Linked DNA regions of Mus musculus: region 1 is linked to region 2. The links are chromatin contacts, called in public HiChIP or PLAC-seq maps. All regions are on one chromosome and are shown on one strand. The core of a region is the stretch at or near the end of the contact, and the rest is flanking DNA. Distances in the headings are between cores, read along the strand shown. Region 1 overlaps Vps41 (VPS41 HOPS complex subunit). Region 2 has its middle 140 kb from the start of Vps41.

Evidence for each region. HiChIP or PLAC-seq counts read pairs in DNA pulled down with a chosen protein or histone mark.
Region 1: a CTCF HiChIP or PLAC-seq map of embryonic stem cells shows a contact between it and region 2, with 3 times the contacts expected there. The contact joins two enhancer-like sites. A contact is called at or near these places in 1 of 15 datasets of contacts at CTCF or cohesin (embryonic stem cells), 1 of 484 Hi-C or Micro-C datasets (embryonic stem cells) and 1 of 115 datasets of contacts at active chromatin or transcription factors (embryonic stem cells).

The regions. Positions count from the first base shown.
Region 1 is chr13:18,809,100-18,812,727 of GRCm38.p6, forward strand. Vps41 (VPS41 HOPS complex subunit) reads left to right here. Exons shown (of 29, transcript NM_172120.4): 8 at 1,333-1,452; 9 at 2,468-2,614. Among named protein-coding and RNA genes, the nearest start is that of Vps41, 94 kb to the left of the region's middle. Within about 2 kb of position 2,057, at least 27 of the 459 cell types and tissues checked have an H3K27ac peak or open chromatin away from gene starts, as enhancers often do. A contact at or near this core is called in embryonic stem cells, where this site is marked.
Region 2 is chr13:18,574,382-18,577,985 of GRCm38.p6, forward strand. No RefSeq gene overlaps it. Among named protein-coding and RNA genes, the nearest start is that of Vps41, 140 kb to the right of the region's middle. Within about 2 kb of position 1,415, at least 21 of the 459 cell types and tissues checked have an H3K27ac peak or open chromatin away from gene starts, as enhancers often do. A contact at or near this core is called in embryonic stem cells, where this site is marked.

The DNA of each region.
Region 1 (3,628 bases), core at 807-3,306, 240 kb after region 2:
TTTTCTAGAATTATGATTACTTTGTAATATATGCTTCATATTTCTATACTACTTTCTGTGTAAATATTTATTATGTGGCTATTTATTCATATTTAAGTGGTATCATAGAAAATACTATTTTGTAGTATTTTTAATATCTTAAGTATCTTTATATTGATAATACACATATAGAGACAGATATTTATAGGTAGGTAGATAGACAGACACACTGACTGATAGTCCTGATTTTGTCCATCTCCATATTGTGCTCAGTAGTTGCCATGTTTTTAGTTTATCTGTGGTTGTCATATATAACTTTAATTGTATAGCATCAATTTCTAGGTTGCCCCTGATGTTTCCTCCCTTATACTTAGGGCCTGGTAGTAGATACACAAAACACTGAGGTAAACTGAAAGGAATTTTAAAAATTCTCTTGCCAGGAATGGTGGCACCTGCCAACAATCCTAGAGTATGATGGCAGAGGGATAGTAGACCAAGAACTCTATCTACACCAGCATTCTAGGCCGACAATAGTGAAGCTCATCTCCGCCTCACCCCAGACCTCTCTCAGCCTCTGTCCTCAGTGTAGCAGACAGCAGTAACACACATACGTCTGGTTGTTGTGCTTTCAGCGATACATGCTATAGGTGGCACTGCTTAAAGAGTTGAAGTTGAGTATATCAAGAAGAATATGTTCTCAGTGGATGAATTATCAGACCTGTGTCTTCTTCAGAATTAAGGAGTTTTGACCAGTTATATTTTATTTTAAAATAGTCAGTGGGACTTCACAATAGATTCTAATCTTTATATAGTGTCTAGCTACTGTGGAAAATGTAAAGATCCCAAATCTTAAAGCAAATGGTTCATACTTTGTGATTTGATTTACTGTTAAAAAGATAATGTCACATTATTTGCTTTGGATTAAATAAAAAAAAAAAAAGATGCTCGCTTCCAACTAAAGCAGTTGAACCTGTGATGACTCTCTTTGTCAGTGAGAAACTTAAAAGGTTCTGATTTCCCGGTTTACACAGTTAATTAGTTCCCAGTTGAAAAGCCGTCCTGAAGCTGGATTCACTAAGGCATTGTTTGCCCCGAGTCGTGGTGTTTTGGTGCCATCTTGTGGCTGAGACTTGTCATATCCTCAGTGCTCGTCTAATTTAAATAGGAATTCAGGCAGTTCAAGATATGTAGGGGATTGTTTCCAAAACGAGGGTATCTATTTAAAATAAGCATAAAAAAATACTGAGAGCGGCTTGTTTGTCACTTGGTAACACTGACAGGCAGAGAGGATGAGTGAAGGATCTTCTGTGTGACTCTGGAGACCTGAAAGCCTGTGTTTTGCTGTGTCCTCAGCTGCTGCTGTTTGAACGGACCTGGATGAACAGATGGAAGTCTTCTGTGCTACACGAAGGGGAAGGAAACATAAGGAGTGTGAAGTGGAGAGGCCATCTGATTGCTTGGGCCAACAATATGGTAAAGGCACTTGTCTGTCTCTCTAGCACTTGCACAGTGGCAGCAGATTGCCAGATGGAAAGGGCAGGACAGAGACTCGGTGGAGTTAGAATTCTGATAGGTATGGGTGATTGATACCACACCTCAGCTTAAGGAAGTCAGATCGCCTGGGTTTTCATACTACAGCAATTCCCAACACATTGTGGACTAAAATCTCTTTAGAGGAAGAAAGTGAGGCACAGAGCAACGAAGAAAATGAAAAGCCACCTTAATCATTGCAGGGCTGCTTCAGGCATGTGCTCTGGAAATGCCATTCACCCGGCGCTCATGAGCACTGAGAGAAGCAAGTTGTGACTTCCTCTTTACTCCAGGTATAATCATGGGCCTGTCATTTGAAAAGTGTATTGTACTCTCAGTATTGCACTTAAAGTTTATTTTATGTAAAGTGGGGCTTGGAGGAAGTTTAAAGAGTAGTCTTTTTCATATCTGTCATGTTTTCTGAAATTTCAACACGTAGCTGAGAAAATCAGTTGCATTTGGTCAGAAAGAGTTGACATTGTCTCAGTTCAACCCTGCTGCTGGGATTGTCCTCACAACAGCCAGTCTCCAGGCTCCTGATCAGCCAGAGGCACTTGAAGGTTCCATTGAGCACTCTGAAGGGTCACATGTTGTCTTTGAATGGATGGGTTTTCAGACCCAAAGCTTTCTGAAAAACTAAAACTCATTCTCTTTCCGAAGAATTCCTTTAGAAATGCTCGCCACCTATCAGGTTGAAAGCAAACTTGGTGTCTCTGTGCAAAACATGTTTGTGCTGGATTTGTGTTACTTACGCCCTCCACTAATAACAGCCTTTGTCCAGAAAGGAGCCTTGCAGCTTTGGTTCTCAAAGGGTTTGTATAAAGAAAGTCCATGGCCTTGTATGGCTCCTGGGCGTGCCCAGTGAACAGCGTTATGGGTTTGAGTGCGACACGTCTTGCTTTGCTCGATCCCTCTCTGAGATACAAGACACTTAATTTAATGTTGCTTTGGTTTGTAGGGTGTGAAGGTTTTTGACATCACCTCAAAGCAAAGAATCAGCAATGTGCCCCGAGATGACATAAGTCTTCGCCCAGACATGTACCCCTGCAGCCTCTGCTGGAAGGACAATGTGACACTCATTATTGGCTGGGGAACTTCCATCAAGGTCGTTTACTTGGTCTTTCTATTAAATCCAAATCATTACAGATTTATTGTACTCATGACTGGTTTCTGGCAAACCTGATATTTTCATCTGAACACTGTGGTGCTAGGATGAAGCACCACTTTATTTTACAAGTACAGACTTTAAGATGTGCTTTCCTTTTCTTTTTTTTTTTTTTTGTTTTTTGTTTTTTGTTTTTTGTTTGGTTTGGTTTGGTTTTTCGAGACAGGGTTTCTCTGTGTAGCCCTGGCTGTCCTGGAACTCACTCTATAGACCAGGCTGGCCTTGAACTCAGAAATCCACCTGCCTCTGCCTCCCGAGTACTGGGATCAAAGGCGTGCGCCACCACGCCCAGCTGTGCTTTCCTTTTCTATGATGGGCAAACTAATTGCCCTTTTCTGTTCTCAGAATGATGCTGTATTTGTTGAGTTCTGTTTTAGTTTCCCATGATCCCACCGCAGTTCCTTGGCTGTTTATGGAACGTGTGGTTGATTTTGGTGGCTTAGTCAAAGGTGTTGATCTTCATATCATCCTTTCTTTGTCTTTAGTTTTGATCGTTCGGCTCATTTGAGTTTTTCATGGCCGTGAGCTGAGGGTAAACCTAAGTCACCTGCATATTTCATAATTCAGTGGCATAGAGGCCCTGGCTCGTTGTTTATAATTCAATGGCATAGAGGCCCTGGCTCGTTGTTCATAACGTGATTGGCATTGTGAGATATTTTCCTGAGATGATTCAATAATTTCCTTAGTAAGCGAGGGGCCGGAAGGGAGAGTAGGGCTCTTATAAACTCAGAAGTTCACCGGAAAGAGAAGGCAGCTGGGGGAAGTAAAGAGGAGACAGATGTCCAGAAGCAATTAGGGAGAAAAGCAGCCAGTCCCATAGTTGTGGATCTTCAGTTGTCTGCAGCCATGCGTTTTTGTCACACATTAGAAAAGTATTCTCTGAGCCCTTCACCCGGTTGCTCCTGTGCTGAAGACAAATTTAGACATGTGCATTAAAGAAGGAATCAGACAAAA
Region 2 (3,604 bases), core at 165-2,664:
AATTCCAGGAAGAGGAATACTATATGGAAATCCCAGAGAGCAGAACTGTAATAAAATATGGATTCACAGAGCCAAGCTGGGGAGTTCCCAAGACTCCAGAATATTTTAAGACCTGATATAGAAGTTGAAAAATGGGAGGACCTATAATTTAAGCAGGACCAATCAGGGTTATTCTATATGACCTACTTCATAAAGAGTATCTTAGAGATTAACCAGATACAAAATGAAATAATGGTAAGAGATGAAGACAGACTGCTCTTATAGAACTATTTGATCTCTGCCCAAGAACATTCTTATCTCAGGAATTAACAGTTAGGTGAATCAATTACCCTCTCTTGATTAACAAAAAGTCATTTAGGCCCATCCATTTGCAACTAAAATAGCTCAGATAGTTTATACATTTAAGAGACTGGAGAAGTGGCTCAGTGGTCCAGAGCTCTGTTACTCTTCCAGAGAACCTGAATTTGGTAACCCTAACAGGTCACATGCAACCACCCCTAACTCCAGCTCCAGGCCACCCAATGCCTTCTTCTGACCTCTGTGAATACCATGTACTCACACAAACACTTGCTTAGAAATAAACAATTCTCAACTTTATATGCCCCAATACAGGTAATACCAGGGCCAAGAAGTGGGAGTGAGTGGGTAGGGGAGCAGGGTGGGGGGAGGGTATAGGGGACTTTCGAGATAGCATTTGAAATGTAAATGAAGAAAATATCTAATAAAAAAATTGGAAGAAAATGAACAATTCTCTTTAAAAGTCACACCTTCAAACCAATCACAGGACTTCTAAACTGGGTGGGAAGGAAGCACAGATGGCTGATACCTCCTTAGTTCTCTATATTGGGTTGAGAATATTAGCCATTTCAGAGAGCCCAAAAAAAGAAGTGAGAAATAGCTACTAGGGGAAAAAAGAGAGAGAGAGAGACAATTACAGATTAACACTGTATAGACAGGCAATAGAGTAAAAAGCCAGAAAAAAAATTACTCAATAATTTAAAACAACTAATCGGGGAAAAATCCATTAGAAATACATACTACACATAAAATTAAAAGGTATAAGGGAGTTGTGCAAATTTTAGAGGGAGAATAGTTGAGCAGAGAGAGCAGAAATCAGAGAGGTGAGAACTTGGCCATTCTACAGAACTGCAAGTGCCCCATAGTGCAGAATGTATAAGAAGATGTGATGCAGAACATGGTCAGAAAAGGGATGGTCACGGAAAAATCATGACCAATCTCCATTCTGTTATAAGGACTTAGACTCTCACTCTGAGTGATTTGGAGGCCACCCAGAGGTTTCAAACCAGAACTAACCTAATTTACTTTAGGTTAGCCAGCTATAGGAGCCTCAGGCTATTGAAGCTTTGGACCCCACCTCCTGTTTCCCTGGTAACACTTGAAATGTAAACATCGGCTTTGTCATTCCTTGGAATTAAGATTACCACGTGAAAAGGGTGAAAGTCGCAGGGCTTTGCTCTAAATGCCATCTCTAGCCTTGAGTGGAGACCTGGCATTCCAAGCTATCCTAGAGGAGATGGAAGGGATTATTGGCCACTTAAGAAGATAATGTCCTTTTCGTTCCCAGAAGCATCTTAGAGCAGACCCTTGCAGCTGCTTCTAGCAAGCAGAAGTACCAAGCCTCTGCCCTGAAGCCTGCCATCTTTTCTCAGAGAGTGGAGTTATTTGCTCAGAAAAATATACTTTGCTTTTCTTTGTCCCTCTTTTTTTTTTTTTTTTTTTTTTTTTGGATACTGGCTGTCATGATTTGAATATGGTTGGCCCATGGGAAGTGGCACTACTAGGAAGTCTGGCCTTGATGGAAGAGGTGTGGCCTTGTTGGAGGAAGTGTGCGTGTGCGGGCAGGATTTGAGGGCTCCTAATTCGCAAGCTCTGCCCAGTGCGAAAGAGTGTTTCCTCCTGGCTGTCTTTGGATCAAGATGGAGAACTTGCAGCTCCTTCTCCAGCACCAAGTCTGCCTGCCTGATGCCATGCTTCCCACATGATGATAACAAACTGAGCCTCTGGAACTGTAAGCCAGCCCCAATTAAAGGTTTGCCTCAGCCATGGTGTCTCCTCACAGCTATAAAACCCAAACCAAGACAGTGGCTAAGCATGCTTCCCTTGGCACTCTGGGCCTGCTTTTTCCCTCTCTGAAGCCTCCATCTCCTTTTGTCATACGGGTGCTTGTTGTGAGCCCACTGTGCCAGAAAGAGATGGACACGCTTACGATTTTCCATGATGTCAGAATTTAGTTCATAACAATAAATTCACGAGACTGAGACGTTTCAATGGCAGCAATGACCATAAATTCTGCCTACTTCGGTAGTTTCGTAGAGGCAAACATAAGTTTTGTTGTTCCAAACTGATGAATCAGTAGCATTACCTTCCATATCACACAGGACACGATAATGTACCTGGCAGTGTGTATGTATACAGTTACAGAATGAATGAGGCTAAAGAGGCTTTGGTTCAAGAAGCCTCAGAAACTGCTAGGGTCTGCATAGATAAAATAATGAACAAGACCCCTGCCGAGAGGGAGCTGCTCATGAAAACAGCAGCCACCATGGCTGTTAGCCTTCCCTAGAGCCTTGATCTAGATGGACCACATTCTTTTTAGCATCAGGAACGGCACCATTCAATGGCTAAGAACACTATTGCCACATCTTGGTTCATGATGGGTATTTGTTAATTATGTGAAATAAAGGAATAGTAATTAAATTAAAATTGTTTGATGACTTATTACAACATTAATGACTAAGGTTCCTGAGGGGAGAAACCATGAGTGCTTTTACCTTGATTTTTAGCATTTAACAGGATGCTCACCTCATAATAAAGGCTGAAAAATTATCTGTTGATTAGTAAATGATGAACTAATAGATGTAACTAAATGAATGAAAGAACAAGTGAGTAAACAAGTTAGGGTTTTTCTAAAAATCCATCATCTACTTACAAATCAAATGAATGTTTTTCTATTTATTCATGAAAAAAAAAGGCATGTATGTATAATTGTGTCCCCACCCACACCCCAGGAGGAAACAAATTCTAAAATAAGAAATAATTGAGCATCCATTTTTAAAAATTCTGCCCATAAACAAAACTGACTATTTTGACGTGAGCTTTGATAGTTTAATGTTTTCTTTGAGCCACCAAAATAAATGCTAAATATTCTCTGCGGCAATGCGAACAGAGGCCACAAAGGAGCAACCAGTAACTCTTCCCATATCTCTTTTGTCCCATCACAAGGTCTTTGGAGGCAACTAAGTGGAAGAGGCCCAGGAACATGTGATAAAAGAAAGCAAGCACTTCGTGGAAGCATGTGACTTATGTTCATTGAACCAGGGGTGTAGTTTCCCTGCCCAGAAGGGGAAAGGGCCTGGAGAGATTCCAAATACAGCCAAGAGCTGCAGAAGAGAATGACCAAAGCTTGAAGACTAATTAGCAAGTAAGAAAAATACAGCCCAGTTTTATCTGACTCCTTGAGAGTCCACAAGTAAGATTCCACTGCAACAATGCTTTCATGCCCTACAAGAAAAACTTAACATTAGAACTTGCTCAAAATTCAGTATGCCATTGTTAAGTATGGTCACCCCACTCAGTTATAGAA